Regions from separate parts of the Sus scrofa genome. Here all the other regions are linked to region 1. Evidence: chromatin contacts called from public HiChIP or PLAC-seq data. All regions are on one chromosome and are shown on one strand. Each heading gives the region's core, a stretch centred on a gene start, on an enhancer-like site or on the middle of the called end of the contact. The rest is flanking DNA. Distances are from core to core; before and after follow the strand shown.

Region 1 (2,700 bases), core at 4-2,503:
TGGACTGACTCATCCATCATTTTGGATCCTCTTCCATGTTCTAGCATTTTCCGTGTTGCCGTTCTGCTTCATTAGAGTAGATGATCTTGAAGGGGGAATAGTGCAAAGGCCCAGGGTTCCCAACATGCCAAGGAGTTTGTCCTATGCTTGGCCTGGTCAGAGGAGAGCACTGAGCAAACTCCCAGTTGAGAATCTGGGGCAAAATCTAGGTCATGTGTTCCCAGTTCAGCTCAACGTCAAGAAACTCAAGCTGCTGCATGGGGGTGGGGGGTGTGCCTTAGACACCTCCAGTTTCATATCCCTGGCACCTTAGCCCAGAAGAAGCCAGAGGGGAAATGTGCCCTGAGGGGGAGGGGCAGGGGCTGCGGGCCGGGGACGTTGGGTCCGGGTGGGGCAGATGAGCAGTCACCGGCCACACCATCACCCCCTTTTCATCCCCGAGGCCCCACGCACGTGTCCAGCAGCCTTTGGGTGATAAGACTGTGAAGGAAGAACTTCTCATTTCGAGGCAAAGTCTGAGACCCTCTTGCCGCCTCCTGAAGCCCTGAGTCTTCCGGAAGAGGCCTCTAGAGGAAGACCTCATGGAGAGAGAATGAGTTCAAGGGGACTGTCATGGGAACGCACATGGTGGGTGAGATGTGCAAAGAAATTAAAAATAGGTGGGAAAGAATACTGATGCATGCGCACACTCACTCACAATTGAACGGGTTTCTGGGAGAGGAAATTGCAGTCTCTAATGCATATGAAAAGTCCTGGAGCGGGAGCACTAAAGACAGTGGGGGTGGGGAGCTGGGTGAATCACAAGATTCCCCTTAGGCAAACATGCTGTCCCACCTCCAAAAGGCTGTCCTTCCTCCTCAGCTGCTCTGCTCTGTCACCAGACACCCCTGCCCAGGCTGACAGTTCCACGTCCACACACAAAGCACACCAGTGAGCCTTTCCTTTCCCAAGCTGTGGAGGGGTCTTCTGGGGGTTGGAAAGGATTCTTTCTGGGCCGTCCAGCCCAAGCTGATGAGCTCAGCTGTCTCCTCTTCTAGGAAAGCAGGCAGGGCTTCTAGGAAAGATTTACTGCAACAGAACATGGCTACCTTCCACCAGCACCCCAGTTAGCCCCGTCTTTCTTCCAAGCCAGAGATTGAGGTTGGAGAAGTTTAGAGAAAGGATGCTGGGTATAGACCAATAGTCCTGTCCTGGGGGACTGAGAAGCTGTGCAAAGGCAGAAGGAGCCTCTCTGCATGCCCACAATTGCACAACAGTGGTGCCACTCTAAATGCCAGCCCAGAGAAGTGCCCTATGACCAACCAGCCCAGATGCCAGGCACTTGCCCCTTGGCCTCTGGCAGTTAAGAATGAAGAAACCGGAGTTCCCGTCGTGGCTCAGTGGTTAACGAATCCGACTAGGAACCATGAGGTTGCGGGTTTGATCCCTGGCCTCACTCAGTGGGTTAAGGATCTGGCATTGCCGTGAGCTGTGGTGTAGGTCAGATGCAGCTCGGATCCCACATTGCTGTGGCTGTGGTGTAGGCTGGCAGCTACAGCTCCGATTCAACCCATAGCCTGGGAACTTCCATATGCCCATGGGAGCAGCCATAGAAAAGACAAAAAGACCAAATAAATAAATAAAGAGGAAGAACCCAATGCCCTGTTGCCAACCTGTCATATTAAAGTTGTGAATTCCTTCTCCGTCCCATCAGATTTCCCTTCCCTCTCTCCAAAACCTACAAGGACTGGCCCTAACTGGTCCCTTCTACAGTTTTCTTCTCTCTACTGCTGGGATGATTTGGTCCCTGCCTGAAGCTTCTGCCTGCCTGAGCCTCAAGGAGCCAATGGGATCATGGGCTGATGGAGCTTGAGAGCCAACCACAGGCCAGGCCCTGTTCTAAAGGCATCTCATGTACTAACTCACTGAGTTCTCACAGCTCTATGACGTGGGCACTGTTAGTATTTCTATTTTCCAGGTGAGGATACTTAGGCCCAGGAAGGTTCATTAACTTGCCCAGGGTCACACAGCTGGCAGCTTGGCTCTGGAGTCCTGCTCTTAAGGCCACACCACAGGCAGAATAAAGGGGCTCTGGTTCTGACAGGCTGCTGGTCCATATCTGATGGTGGCCCCCAGCGTGACAACAGGATTCTGTCTTGTTCCTGTGCTTGGGTTCCTGCTTTGGAGATGTCCTGATGTGCTCATCTCGTCTGTGATTCCTTAGAATGCCCTATTTTTACCATCCCCCTTTTCAAGTTCTGGGATCCCACCCAAGCCCATTATGTTGGTCATGGCCATGGACCTTGCTGATATCCAGAGGATAAGAGCGATGCCTTCTTTGACTCTGGGTCCCACACAGAGCCCCTAGTGCAATGCCTAACATACGAGAGGTGCTCAGTTTACATTTGCTGAAGGAAATCAAAGTCAAAATGCTCTGTGCCTCAGTTTCCTCATCTGTACAATGGACCAAAAGCAAATAGAGTTTCAGGGCAATGATTAAGTGAAAGCATATCAAGTACTTTGATCAGTATCTGGCAGGTGGCAAGTACCCTGTAAATGTGGGAGTTTTTGTCAAGGTAGTATTGTTATTCCTATAGACAGGCAGGTGAGCATCCTGGTGGAGATTCTGGGCTCTGAGTCATAAGCCGGGATTCTAATCCTGGCTCTGCATTCTCAAATGGCTGACTATTGGCCACTGGCCTAACTTTTCAATGCTTGTTT
Region 2 (2,700 bases), core at 16-2,515, 140 kb before region 1:
CCTTGTTTAAAACAAAACAAAGCTTTCCAAACCTAAACTCTATGCTGCGGCATTTTCCTTGAGTGGACGTACTGAGCGATGGTGGCTGGTAGCCTTCATCTCACAGGACTTCTTAGGCTCTGAACCCTGATGGTCCAGCTCCCCTGGCGAACGAAGGTGGGGCCGTCCCTGGCCTTGGGAACCCACTCCGCCCTTCGGTCACCTTCAACACATCCTTGAACATTCCGAGATGCTCCTGTGTGGGCCTCTCATTCTGTAGCCACAGTTGCAGAAATGCACCTCAACCATCATCCATCAAATCACCAGATGTCACCAGCTTTCCAGTTCCTGAGATACCTCTTGGTCCTTTTCTCACCAGGCTGGATAATTTTGATTCCTATAACGAATTCCACCACCCACCATCATTCCTTCTCTTCCATCTTTCCTTCCTTCCTTCCTCCCTCTTTTCTTTTTTGGCCGCCCCGCGGCATATGGAGTTCCTGGACCAGGGAGCAGATCTGAGCCGCAGTCGTGACTGAAGCTACAGCTGCGGCAATGCCAGATCCTCAACCCACTGTGCCGGGCTGGGGATCGAACCTGCGTCTCAGCACCCCCAAGTCACCACCAATTCCATTGCGCCACAGAGGCAATTCCCATGCCTTCTTTTGAAATCACTCCAAGCATCTTTCTTAATTTTTAGAGCCTCCGTTTTATAACAAGAGGCTAAGCCCTAAGTACAATGACAAGATTGTGACATGGTCTCTCTCTGCCTCTCTGCCTGGATCCCTGTTGAACGAGTGTTCAAATGCAAGAAAAATCTTTTACGTGTCAAAGTCTTTTTTGCAGTTCACAGAGCACCACCGTCCCCTTTATCTCAGCCTCTCTGCCTGGATCCCTGTTGAACACATGTCAAATGTAAGAGAAACCTCTTACATGTCATTGCTTTTTTTTTTTTTTTTTTTTTTTTTTTTTTTTTTTTTTTTTGCAATTCACTGAGCGCCACCATCCCCTTTATCTCACCCATCAGACCCTCTTAGTGTCTTACTATTTCCACTGATTCAGGTTAAGCTTGGCCCACTGGTCTTTATTTAGCTCATCTTTGTTATACCTGTGGGTAGATCTTATAAGCAGGCCTTGGCACTGGTTTACTTGTGGGTTTCCTTTTTAAAGGTCAGTGTGAAACAGGAAATGTGACTAAGAAAATCTTCCTCCATAAAGCTTCACTTCATTAACTGGAAAAAGGAGCCCATTGCCTCTGCCCCAATACTTACTCATGACCCAAACAGACACATTTCAAAAGAACACATAGTTCCCCAAACACTGAAACGTGCACACTAAGGTTCATGTGTGGATTGAGTGGTGACAGGTCAGGCTTGCCTTGTCTGGTCCATCCTCCTGCCAACTCGGGCTGCCTGTCACCATTCCTCACAGAATCTGGGGATTCTATGAAGGGACCTGGGAGGTCAGGGAGACCTCGTGCCTGACCAAGGAGGGGGTGGAGTTTAGGAGCTGGAACAGTTGGCAATATTCGTGTGGATGAAGGGCGAGCTAGATGGAAATCTGGGAGTCTTGACTCTTAAGCCACATCTGCCCCATTAAACCACATGCCTACCTCTTAAGCTTCTGGAGGGGCCCCTGCATCTTTCTTCTCTTAGCACATAAGCCCGGTGATGCTGCAGTGTGGACATGGGGTTGTGGGAGGGGACCCTGGGCAAACCCTCTAGGCTTCCACCCTTGGGGAGGCGGTAGTTGAGACACTTGGGATTGTTAGGTTTGCAACCTTACTCTGGTTTCCTCAACTATAAAATAGAAAAATAATAGCTCTTACTGTAGAGGATGAGCATGTGAGATGAAGACAAATTAATGCACAGAAAACATTTAGAGCAGTCTTGATGTGTGATCACTCTGTTAAGTATTAGCTATTATTATTCCGATGGGTTGGTCAGCTTTCCTCCATTCTATTCAACTGGACGAGAATTTGGCACCAACCAAGGGTTTTGCTGGGGCTGTGAAAATGGCCACATTGAAGCTCCACCTTAACTCTGGCCAGTCTCCCAAAGGCCAGCAGTTTGTCTTAAGGAAAACTGAAAAAAAAAAAAAAAAAAAAAAGAATATAGATGGTCCAATGCACAGTCGACGCTGGGCTATGTGGCATGGGGCCCACCTCTGAGATGTCCTGGTTTAGGACTGCAAGCAGTGCTGAGCTCTCAGAGACCTTGGGCCCAGTGTCAGTTCTGGCTTGGCATGTGATACTGGGCTGGGGAGCACAGCTTGAGGTGTAGGGGCTTGGGGCTCCATGTACTTGGACCAGACGCAGAGAGGGAATGTGGGATGACGTGAGGGGTGCCATGGTCAGGCTCAAGGGTGCTGAGTCCTGGCTTGACTCACCCTTCCATCTGCAATCTCAAGGCCTGTCTGCATGCTGGGAAATTCCTGGGGAGGGGAGGAGGTTAAACTCTGACCCTAAAAGGCACGTAGATGCTTCTTCAGAGCCTCGAGTTGCCTCACTCTGCCCGACAGCTTCCTGAAAATGTAGTCTTACCACACTAAGAGGAAGGATGGACCTGTAGTAGTGTGGGACCCCGGGTCAGTAGGATTTACAGGGGGAACCAGAGATGCAGCTGCGTGTGTGAATGGTGAAAAGGGCTGAAATTTTACTAAAACATTTCCACTGCACACATCCATGCATTATGTACCAATTTTAGTTCTTCCAACATGAAC
Region 3 (2,700 bases), core at 9-2,508, 190 kb before region 1:
TGCGCCCAGCCTCAACACACCTAATATTCTAATTTTAAATATATTTTGTAAGTGGAGATGGTGCCTGCATTCTTTCTTCTTCCTGGCCTTTTTGGGAGAAAAGGCTAGCAGGCCTAGATGAGTCCATTTCACTGGTAAGAAAATTAAAAATAAGCTACTCTTGGGAGTTCCTGTCATGGCTCAGTGGTAACGAACCTAACTAGTATCCATAAGGATGCAGGTTCAATCCCTGGCATTGTTCACTGGGTCAAGGATCCGGTGCTGCCGTGAGCTGTGGTATAGGTGGCAGATGCAGCTCAGATTCCATGTTGCTGTGGCTGTGGTATAGGCCAGCAGCTATAGCTCCAATTTGACCCCTGGCCTGGAACCTTCCATATACTGCAGGTGTGGCCCTAAAAAGACAAGACAAGACAAAACAAGTGACTCTTAGTGACAATGTTAAAACACCCTCTGCTGCAGGATTGTGCTTTATGGCTGGTCTTTGCTGACATGGACAGCACATAGCTGGTGATTTAATTTTTTTTTTTTTTAAGATAAATTTAGGACTGGCCCCTATTCCAGTTGCCTGGAAAAGATTTCTTCTGTGTCCTGAAGTGTTACCCAAATGCTACTCACAGTAGCAACAAATTCAGGGTTACCTCTGTGCTGAAGCAGTCAGCTTGCAGCTAGGGATCGAATACTAATTCAGTCGTGCTACGTGGCTCGAAAAGACATAAAATGCGATCCTTATTCAAAATGTTTACATTTTAGTTGGGGAGACAAGACATAAACGAGTGAAACCATCAGTTAGCAAGACTGGGTTTTGTACTTTGATAGCGTTCTGTATGGATAGAAGAAAAGACAAGCTTGAGATAATTACGGGACAGAGGCTTGTGAAGCTCTGCCCATTGGCTGGTACATTTAGTGCCAGTGAATCAGAAAGGGGAGATTGGCGAGAGCCAGCCTCTTTCTGGACAAAGGCTTGCTTACCTCCCTCTACTGGCAGGACTCTGGGGGTATGGCAGGGCTCCTGCTCCTGCTCTGAGCCACAAGTCTTAAGGAATTGAATGTGAATGGTGCCCACTGGGTCTATGTAGGGTGGCGGGCCTGTGTCATGAAGCTCAGACTGCAGAGACCTAGAGGTGAGCAAAGGATGGGGAGGCCTCAAGGTCATGGCCTATTTTTTTTTTTTTTTTTATAGAGGTCATAGCTGTGGCATATGGAAGTTTCTGGGCCGGAGACTGGATATGAGTCACAGCTGTGCCGTGGCAATGCCAGATACTTTACCCCATTGCACTGGTCTGGGAAGTGAACCCACACCTCCTCAGGGACCTGAGAGACTGCAGTCAGATTCTTCTTCTTCTTTTTTTTTATTTTTGTCTTTTTAGGGCCGTGGTGGCATATGGAAGTTCCCAGGCTAGGGGTCAAATCAGAGCTACAGTTGCTGGCCTATGTCACAGACACAGCGATGCCAGATCCAAGCTGCGTCTATGACTTACATCGCAGCTTGCCACACTGCTGGATCTTTTAATCCACTGAGCAAGGCCAGGGATTGAACGCGAATCCTCATGGATACTAGTCAGATTCTTAACCCACTGCACCACAGTGGGAACTCCACACCTATGGGTTTGAGTTAGCCTGTGGACCCATTAAATGTACTGTGCTCTACACAATCTTCCTTTCTTTCTTTCTTTCTTTTTTTTTCTTTCTCTCTCTCTCTCTCTCCCTCCCTCTCTCCCTCCCTCCCTCCCTCCCTCCCTCTCTCTCTCTCTCTCTCTCTCTCTCTCTCTCTCTCTCTCTCTCGTCTTTTTGCCATTTCTTGAGCCGCTCCAGTGCATATGGAAGTTCCCAGGCTAGGGGTTGAATCGGAGCTGTAGCCGTCGGCCTATGCCAGAGCCACAGCAACTCGGGATCCGAGCTGCATCTGCAACCTACACCACAGCTCATGGCAACGCCGGATCCTTAACCCACTGAGCAAGGGCAGGGATCGAACCCGCAACCTCATGGTTCCTAGTCAGATTCATTAACCACTGAGCCACGATGGGAACTCCTACATAATATTTCTAAATATTTTTGAGCCAACACTTAAAAATCAAGAGATTTTTAAAGTAATGATTCATTTATCTGGCATCTCTTGAAACACTGGGATATCTGACTATCTAAGACTCCAATTCCCCTTTGGAGTCCACTGTAGCATCAGTCATGTGGATCTAGGTAGAGTCAGTTTCTTTTTTTTTGGCCACACCTGCAGCAAGTGGAAGTGCTCAGGCCAGGGATCAAACCAGCACCACAGCAGTGACCCAAGCTGCTGCGATGAAAATGCTGGCTCCTTAACCTGCCATGCCATAAGAGAGCTCTCATCAGTTTCTTTTAAGATGGGGCTTGTGTTCTCCAGCCTGCCCCAGTCCTCCCCACTCCCTATAAGTCCCCAGGACTGACTGAGCCTTCCCCTCCTGCTGATGATGGAGAAATATTTCTCTCTCTCTCTTTCTCTTTTTTAGTCATACTCGCTGCATGTGGAAGTTCCCAGGCCAGGGATCGAACCCACACCGCAGCTCTAACCAGAGCCATAGTAGTGACAATGCCAGGTCCTTAACCCACTGAGCCACAAGGGAACTCCTCTCTATGCTCATATTTCTATCAAGAATAAGAAAAATAAAAGCCCGAGAAGGCTGTATATATATGTTTTTAAGCAATAAGAAAAAAGCCTATGCTTCATAG
Region 4 (2,753 bases), core at 9-2,508, 210 kb before region 1:
ACAGACCCGGCCGCCTCGAGTGCTGGGAAGAAACGTGCGAGGGCCAAGGAGGCGTCCGGGCACGCGGGGAAATAGGAAAGAAATGCGGCCCCAAGATTTCCATCACGGTCTTCTCGCCAGCAACCCGTGGGCAGTGGGGCACACGTTGACAACTTTTTATTTGGGTGGGTGAAGGGGCATCTGAACTTAACAGTAAATAAATATATACTTCCCAGTTTTCAAAAGCATAATAATCAATTGGGGCATTTCGGTTTCGAGGATCCCATATCCCCCCTCCTCCCATCCCGCCAAAACAGCTCACTGTGACAAGCCATATGTTCCGTTCCCCTGGGGGCGGGGGAGAAGCAACAATAAGTTAAAAGTGTCGCCTTCCTCCATCTCTTTACCTTTATTTTACCAAAGCAACTTTTTTTTCCTTGTTCAGTGGTTTAGGTGTATGTGTGTGTGTGTGTGCGTGTGTGTGTGTGTGCGCGCGCATGTGTGTTGGTAGGGGTAGTTTCGGCGCGGCCCGTGGTTCAGAGTGCGCGGGGAAAGTTGTGCCTTGCTGGGTGGGTTTTTTTTTTCCCTCCGAGGAGGAGAAGAGGCGCTCATGAGGATTCGGGTTTTCTTTACAAAAACGTTTAAAGATCGATGTGTGAAATAAATACACTCCCAAGCCTGTTAAAACAATCCGCCAGGGCCGTGGTCTTTTCGCTAACAACCCGCCCCCCCCACCCCTCCAGTCCACTCTCGGAGGGTGTCCGCTGCAAAGCGATCGCGGGTGTAGACGCGTGCGGCGGGCTAAATCGCTCTGTGCTCGTCCCCGCCAGGCCAGGGCCTCCTGGGGGGAAAAAAGTCTCCTAATCCTCCTCTCTCAACCCCCATCCCCGCCCCTGAAAAAAAACAAAACCCTAAACTTGAACGCTTTGTGAGCTTCTTATTTTCAATCTCCTCTCCCCGTGGGGTTTGCGGAGGGGAGCCGAGTGCGAAAGAAAACTCGGGGAAAGAGTAAGTTATGCGGGTACTTGGAGAAGTTTCAAGGGAGATCTGCTCAAGATGGAAACCGCAGCCCGGGCGCTAAGGACGGGCTTCTGCTCCAGCTTGCAAAAAGAGAAAGTCGAGCCCGCCTTCCTGCCCGACAAAAAAACAACAACACAACAACAAGAACCCCGAAGAGGGTGGAATGAGTGATGTCACAGAGCCGCGCTCGCAGGCTGACAAAGGGGGGGGCTCCCCTCCTCCCCCCGCGCGGCGCACCGCCCCAGAGAGGGGCGCCTGCAGCGAGGGGTAGCCAAGCGAGCGGAGTCGAAACTTTTCCTCTTTAAGAAAAAAAGTTGTGCGCAGCTCGCAGTGGGTTTTTTTTTTTTTCTTCTTTGCCTTCTTTCCTCGTCTCCCCTCCCCCTTCTTCCTTTTGAAAGTTTCTTTCTTTTTTTTTTTCCCCCGAGTTTGACCGCATGGCTGATTCAACTTCAGTGTCAATCAACTTTTTTTCCTCCTCTTCCTCATTTAAATAAGTTTAAAGCTCCTCCCTCTTCTCCGGCCCACCAAATCTGAAACTTATATAAATTGGGCTTCGCGCGCCGCAGCCGGGGAGAGTCAGAAAGGCGAGGGGCGCCGGGAGCAGGCGTGTGGGACTCCAGACCGGAGAGCCTTCCCCGCACCGGGACCTTCACAACAAACCAGATCCTCGTCCCTGCCCCGTGCGAGCGCCCAGGATGACTACCACCCTTGTGTCTGCCACCATCTTCGACTTGAGCGAAGTTTTATGCAAGGTAAAGTGGGGCGGAGCATTTACTTTTCTAAGCCTTTTTCTTTTTTCTCTTGTCTGCCAAAAGAACCCCCCAAAGTTTAGGTCTGGGAAGACTGGGAAAAAGCGAGGAGAGGCGAGGTAGTTGTTTTTTCCGCCCCATTTCGCCCCCCAGTTTGAAGGAATTTGGCGCTTTCCTTCCCATCCTTTGAATTTCAGCAGCTCCTGGCGGGGATTACATGGGAATCTGGAGTCCAGAGTTTTGAGGGGCGAAGTTTACGTGGGGCTGCCCGGGGGACGCGGGGCATTGACCGGGGCAGTTTTTTTTTTTTTTCTTTTTTTCGGTGATTCATTCGTCCATAACGTGCTGCTTTTGAGCCCGGTTTCGGTAGTGGGCTCGGTTTCCCTGTGAGCGCTCAGGGTGTCGCCGCTGCCGGGCGACACCGCTGCCGGGAGGGGGTTCGAGTCTCTCCAGCCACATTGCCGGACTGCGGCTCGGGAAGTGGGGGTCCGGTGGAGAGGTAAATCTCAGGACAGTGTTTTGCTGGGATGTGTCCCCTTCTGTTCTGGAGAGGCTGGGGATCTGCGAGAAAAAGGCCAAGAGTTGTGATTCAAAGGATGTTGCAAAACGAGTTTGCAGTGGGACTTCAGCTCGCCACAGTTCGGCCAGGCTTCCTCCTGTGATAGCCGATCTCCTGCAGACTTTGGGCGAACGTGGGACTCGCTCACCTTTTTTTTCCCAAGGGACCGCGACTCGTAGATGTAGAGGGAATTGGGCGGGGGGGTACCGACAACGAAACTCCTGTTTGAGTTCAAGGGTCTCCGCGAGGAAGGATATAATAGGGGCCTCCTTAAGCCGTGTAGCTTGCCAGCCGGTGTGGAAAAAGGCAAGTTTTAAATCCCGAGTGTTCCAGGAGTGCGGCTTAAGTGTACACAACAAAAGCCCATGACTTAAATTTTTTTCGCCTCCTCCACAATTTGAAAGAGGGAAGCTGCTAGGCTACTTTTAATTGCTAAAGTGTTTTGC
Region 5 (2,700 bases), core at 56-2,555, 230 kb before region 1:
GGGCAAGCTGAGCGCCTGGATCCCAGACAAGCGTGTATCCAAGTGTCCTATGGTGTTGCTCACAGCATGCAGTGCAGCTTCTTCACAGGCTGCCAGTCTCCAAGCCGGGTCAAGGACAAGCAGGCTGGAGCAGAATCCAAGTAGTCACCCCTTTCAGGCCCTCTCCACGTGAGGACTTTGCCATTCAAGGAGCCAGAGGACTTGCTGGGCCCGCTGCCCCTGTGGTCTTATACCTGATCTGGTTCATACATTGATCTTGGCTCTCTGTGATTGGGTACTTCTCAGCTTCCAGAATATTCTTGCTTCTAAATATCAGCCCTTCAAGGTCCAGCTTAAATATCAGCTCCACCAGGAAGCCTTCCTCCATACTCCCCTCTTTGTTTTCAGCAGCGCCTGTCTTTTCCGTCCCTGCCCACCTGTAGTGCCAGTTGGCCTCTGCTGTGGAACTCTCCTCTTTTCTTCTCTGCACCCTCCCCCCACTGAATTGTGGGCACCTGGAGGGTGGGGACAGTGTGACGGTGGTCTTTGCATCCCCCATGGTGCCTTGCACAAGTGGGTCATTCCAGAAAGGGTGGTTGCAAGAGAATCATGAAATTATTGAATGGGTTTTGGTGTTGTAAACAACTTCCCAAACATTTTGAACCTTGAGCAAAGAAACATGTAATGGTGTTTTCTTAAGCCCTGTCATGGAATCCTTTTGTGTGTTTAATTGCTTTGTTATTTTTAATGGAAACGTCTGGGTGCCATAGGAACAAAAACCATGGGTCCAAGCTCTACCAAGGGGACGAACCACAGGGCTCCACACTGTGTGGCCTTGGGGTCGGAGCCTGTGACATGGGATGGCAGGCAGCAGGCCAGTCCCCAAGGAGCAGCCAGCCAAGGAAGGCCTGTGCCTCTGGCTGGGTTTGAGGTCATGATTTCAGGCTGAGATCTCAGGATGAGGTAGAAAAGAAGGTGCCTGGAGAGTCTTGGAGAAGGCCAAAGCTCAAGGAAGACTCTTTTTTTTCTTTTCCTTTTAAAAGAAAAAGCCAGCGTGCCCCATGAAGGACTCCAGAAAACCCCTTTCATGCCTCACTCACAGATGATTTGCTGAAGGCTCATTAAGGGGAAAACAAAGAGGTGGTTTTGTTTATTTATTTAAGAGGAAAAATAAATGAGCTGTGACAAAACAATTTGAAATCAGGCCCCTCTGAGACCTGGGCTTTCACTTCCTTGATGGGAAGTAAAACAGAGAATCGAATCCCCCTCCAAATAAAAGTGAAGTTAATAATCAGACAGCTCGAGCCCTGGCCACATCCTGTGGCAGCTCCCTCCCTCCCTCGGCTCACTGTTTATAGCTGCAGAGCCGCCCTCGGGAGCCCAAAGTGGCTTAACTCTTTCCTCCCCATCCCTCTGCATCCCAGGGAAGCCCAGCGCTGCTCTGAGGCTGGCAGGCTCCTCACACCCTCTGGTGCAGGCCTGGCCTCTGCAAGCTGGCCTTCCCCAGGCCTGCCCAGGGACAGGGGGCTGGAGAGGGGGTGTGCTGTCCCTACAGGACGGCCAGCCTGCCTCTCAGCCTCTGGCTGAAGAGTTTTAACAAGCCCAGCTTAGATCTGAGTGGTGTCTTCTGCTTGTCCTGCACAAAACCCACAGTGGGCTCAGGAGGGCTGGACTGGGTACCTCCTTCCTGCTCCACCTCTCCAGGGACACCCTAGTGAAACCCACTCCAGACACAGGGCCTCTGCTCCAGGCAGCCTCCACAGCCCGATGGGCTCTGTGAACTGCATTCTGATGGAAAGAAGCCCAGACCTTTGGGGCTTTGGGCTGTGCTGTGAGCAGCGCTCTGCCTGGTTCTAAGCTGCGGTCTACGAACATTTGAACATGTGAAGGCCTTTTCTTCAAATGCTTTCCCACACTGTAACTCACTGCTCTTGGAAGCAGTTGTTACCCTCATTTTACAGAACAGGAAATGGGGGCACAGAGGGTTAAGTACCTGCCCGGTGTCACAGAGCTGGTAAATAGCTGAGCTGGGATTTGAACCCAAGCATTGTGGCTCCAAAGCCACGGCTCCTAGCCCAGCACTCAAGGTCTCCCCACAGAGACTGCTTTCTCCCCTGGAGCTGGGGGTGGGGGGCTTTCTGCAAGCTTGGAATAATCCCACACTTGGATTTCAAAGGTCCCCAAGCCTAAGGACTTTTGAGAACCTTAGAACTTTGTCTTGGGCTCCCCCACCCCGCTTTCTGTTTCTTGCTTGGGATGAAGGCACAGAAAACATGCCCAGGGGTTCAGTGGGTGGTGGAATGAGCAGATGTGCAGCAGGCGAGGACGAGACAAACCTTTCATCTGCTTGGGAGGAGGTTCTAGAGCAAGAACCCAAAGAAAGTAGACCTGGACTCCTCTCCAGTCCCTGCCAGCCCTGTAGCCTGTGGGTCCCTCACCTGAAGTCACACTGGCTTCCGGCTGAAGCTTGTCTTGCAGGAAGCTACTCACAGTTGCCTGTGGGCAAGTGGCAAAAACTTATGAGCTGGCTCAGTGGGCAGTCTGCCTCTCTGGGGTCTCTCCCTCTGCATGCCCTGGCTACTTAGCTTTGTTTTTGGAAGCATGTCTGTTGCCAAGTCCCCTTTGGTGGGTGCCTCTGACCCTGGAGGGTGTATTGTGCTGCCCCCTGGTGTCTGGAGGCCATCATGCCTGCTCTACTGCTTAGTGCTCCAGAAGCTCCCT

Evidence for each region. HiChIP or PLAC-seq counts read pairs in DNA pulled down with a chosen protein or histone mark.
Region 2: a contact with region 1 is called in an H3K27ac HiChIP or PLAC-seq map of alveolar macrophages. The contact joins two enhancer-like sites. A contact is called at or near these places in 1 of 47 Hi-C or Micro-C datasets (liver) and 2 of 2 datasets of contacts at active chromatin or transcription factors (alveolar macrophages and skeletal muscle).
Region 3: an H3K27ac HiChIP or PLAC-seq map of alveolar macrophages shows a contact between it and region 1. The contact joins two enhancer-like sites. A contact is called at or near these places in 3 of 47 Hi-C or Micro-C datasets (embryonic fibroblasts, liver and retroperitoneal adipose tissue) and 2 of 2 datasets of contacts at active chromatin or transcription factors (alveolar macrophages and skeletal muscle).
Region 4: an H3K27ac HiChIP or PLAC-seq map of alveolar macrophages shows a contact between it and region 1. The contact joins the promoter of ZFP36L1 here to the enhancer-like site in region 1. A contact is called at or near these places in 3 of 5 promoter capture datasets (fetal skeletal muscle, liver and skeletal muscle), 4 of 47 Hi-C or Micro-C datasets (embryonic fibroblasts, fetal skeletal muscle, retroperitoneal adipose tissue and 1 more) and 2 of 2 datasets of contacts at active chromatin or transcription factors (alveolar macrophages and skeletal muscle).
Region 5: a contact with region 1 is called in an H3K27ac HiChIP or PLAC-seq map of alveolar macrophages. The contact joins two enhancer-like sites. A contact is called at or near these places in 2 of 2 datasets of contacts at active chromatin or transcription factors (alveolar macrophages and skeletal muscle).

Annotation. Positions count from the first base shown.
Region 1 is chr7:92,286,809-92,289,508 of Sscrofa11.1, reverse strand. All of the region lies in intron 11 of RAD51B (DNA repair protein RAD51 homolog 2), which reads right to left. Among named protein-coding and RNA genes, the nearest start is that of ZFP36L1, 210 kb to the left of the region's middle. Within about 2 kb of position 1,253, at least 11 of the 83 cell types and tissues checked have an H3K27ac peak or open chromatin away from gene starts, as enhancers often do. A contact at or near this core is called in alveolar macrophages, fetal skeletal muscle and skeletal muscle, where this site is marked.
Region 2 is chr7:92,431,681-92,434,380 of Sscrofa11.1, reverse strand. No RefSeq gene overlaps it. Among named protein-coding and RNA genes, the nearest start is that of ZFP36L1, 63 kb to the left of the region's middle. Within about 2 kb of position 1,265, at least 10 of the 83 cell types and tissues checked have an H3K27ac peak or open chromatin away from gene starts, as enhancers often do. A contact at or near this core is called in alveolar macrophages, where this site is marked.
Region 3 is chr7:92,476,834-92,479,533 of Sscrofa11.1, reverse strand. No RefSeq gene overlaps it. Among named protein-coding and RNA genes, the nearest start is that of ZFP36L1, 18 kb to the left of the region's middle. Within about 2 kb of position 1,258, at least 8 of the 83 cell types and tissues checked have an H3K27ac peak or open chromatin away from gene starts, as enhancers often do. A contact at or near this core is called in alveolar macrophages, where this site is marked.
Region 4 is chr7:92,494,369-92,497,121 of Sscrofa11.1, reverse strand. ZFP36L1 (mRNA decay activator protein ZFP36L1) reads left to right here and starts at 1,258. Exons shown (of 2, transcript XM_013989124.2): 1 at 1,258-1,751. The coding sequence starts at 1,695.
Region 5 is chr7:92,514,511-92,517,210 of Sscrofa11.1, reverse strand. LOC100513604 (a long non-coding RNA gene) reads left to right here. Exons shown (of 2, transcript XR_002345988.1): 2 at 1-707. Among named protein-coding and RNA genes, the nearest start is that of ZFP36L1, 20 kb to the right of the region's middle. Within about 2 kb of position 1,305, at least 42 of the 83 cell types and tissues checked have an H3K27ac peak or open chromatin away from gene starts, as enhancers often do. A contact at or near this core is called in alveolar macrophages, where this site is marked.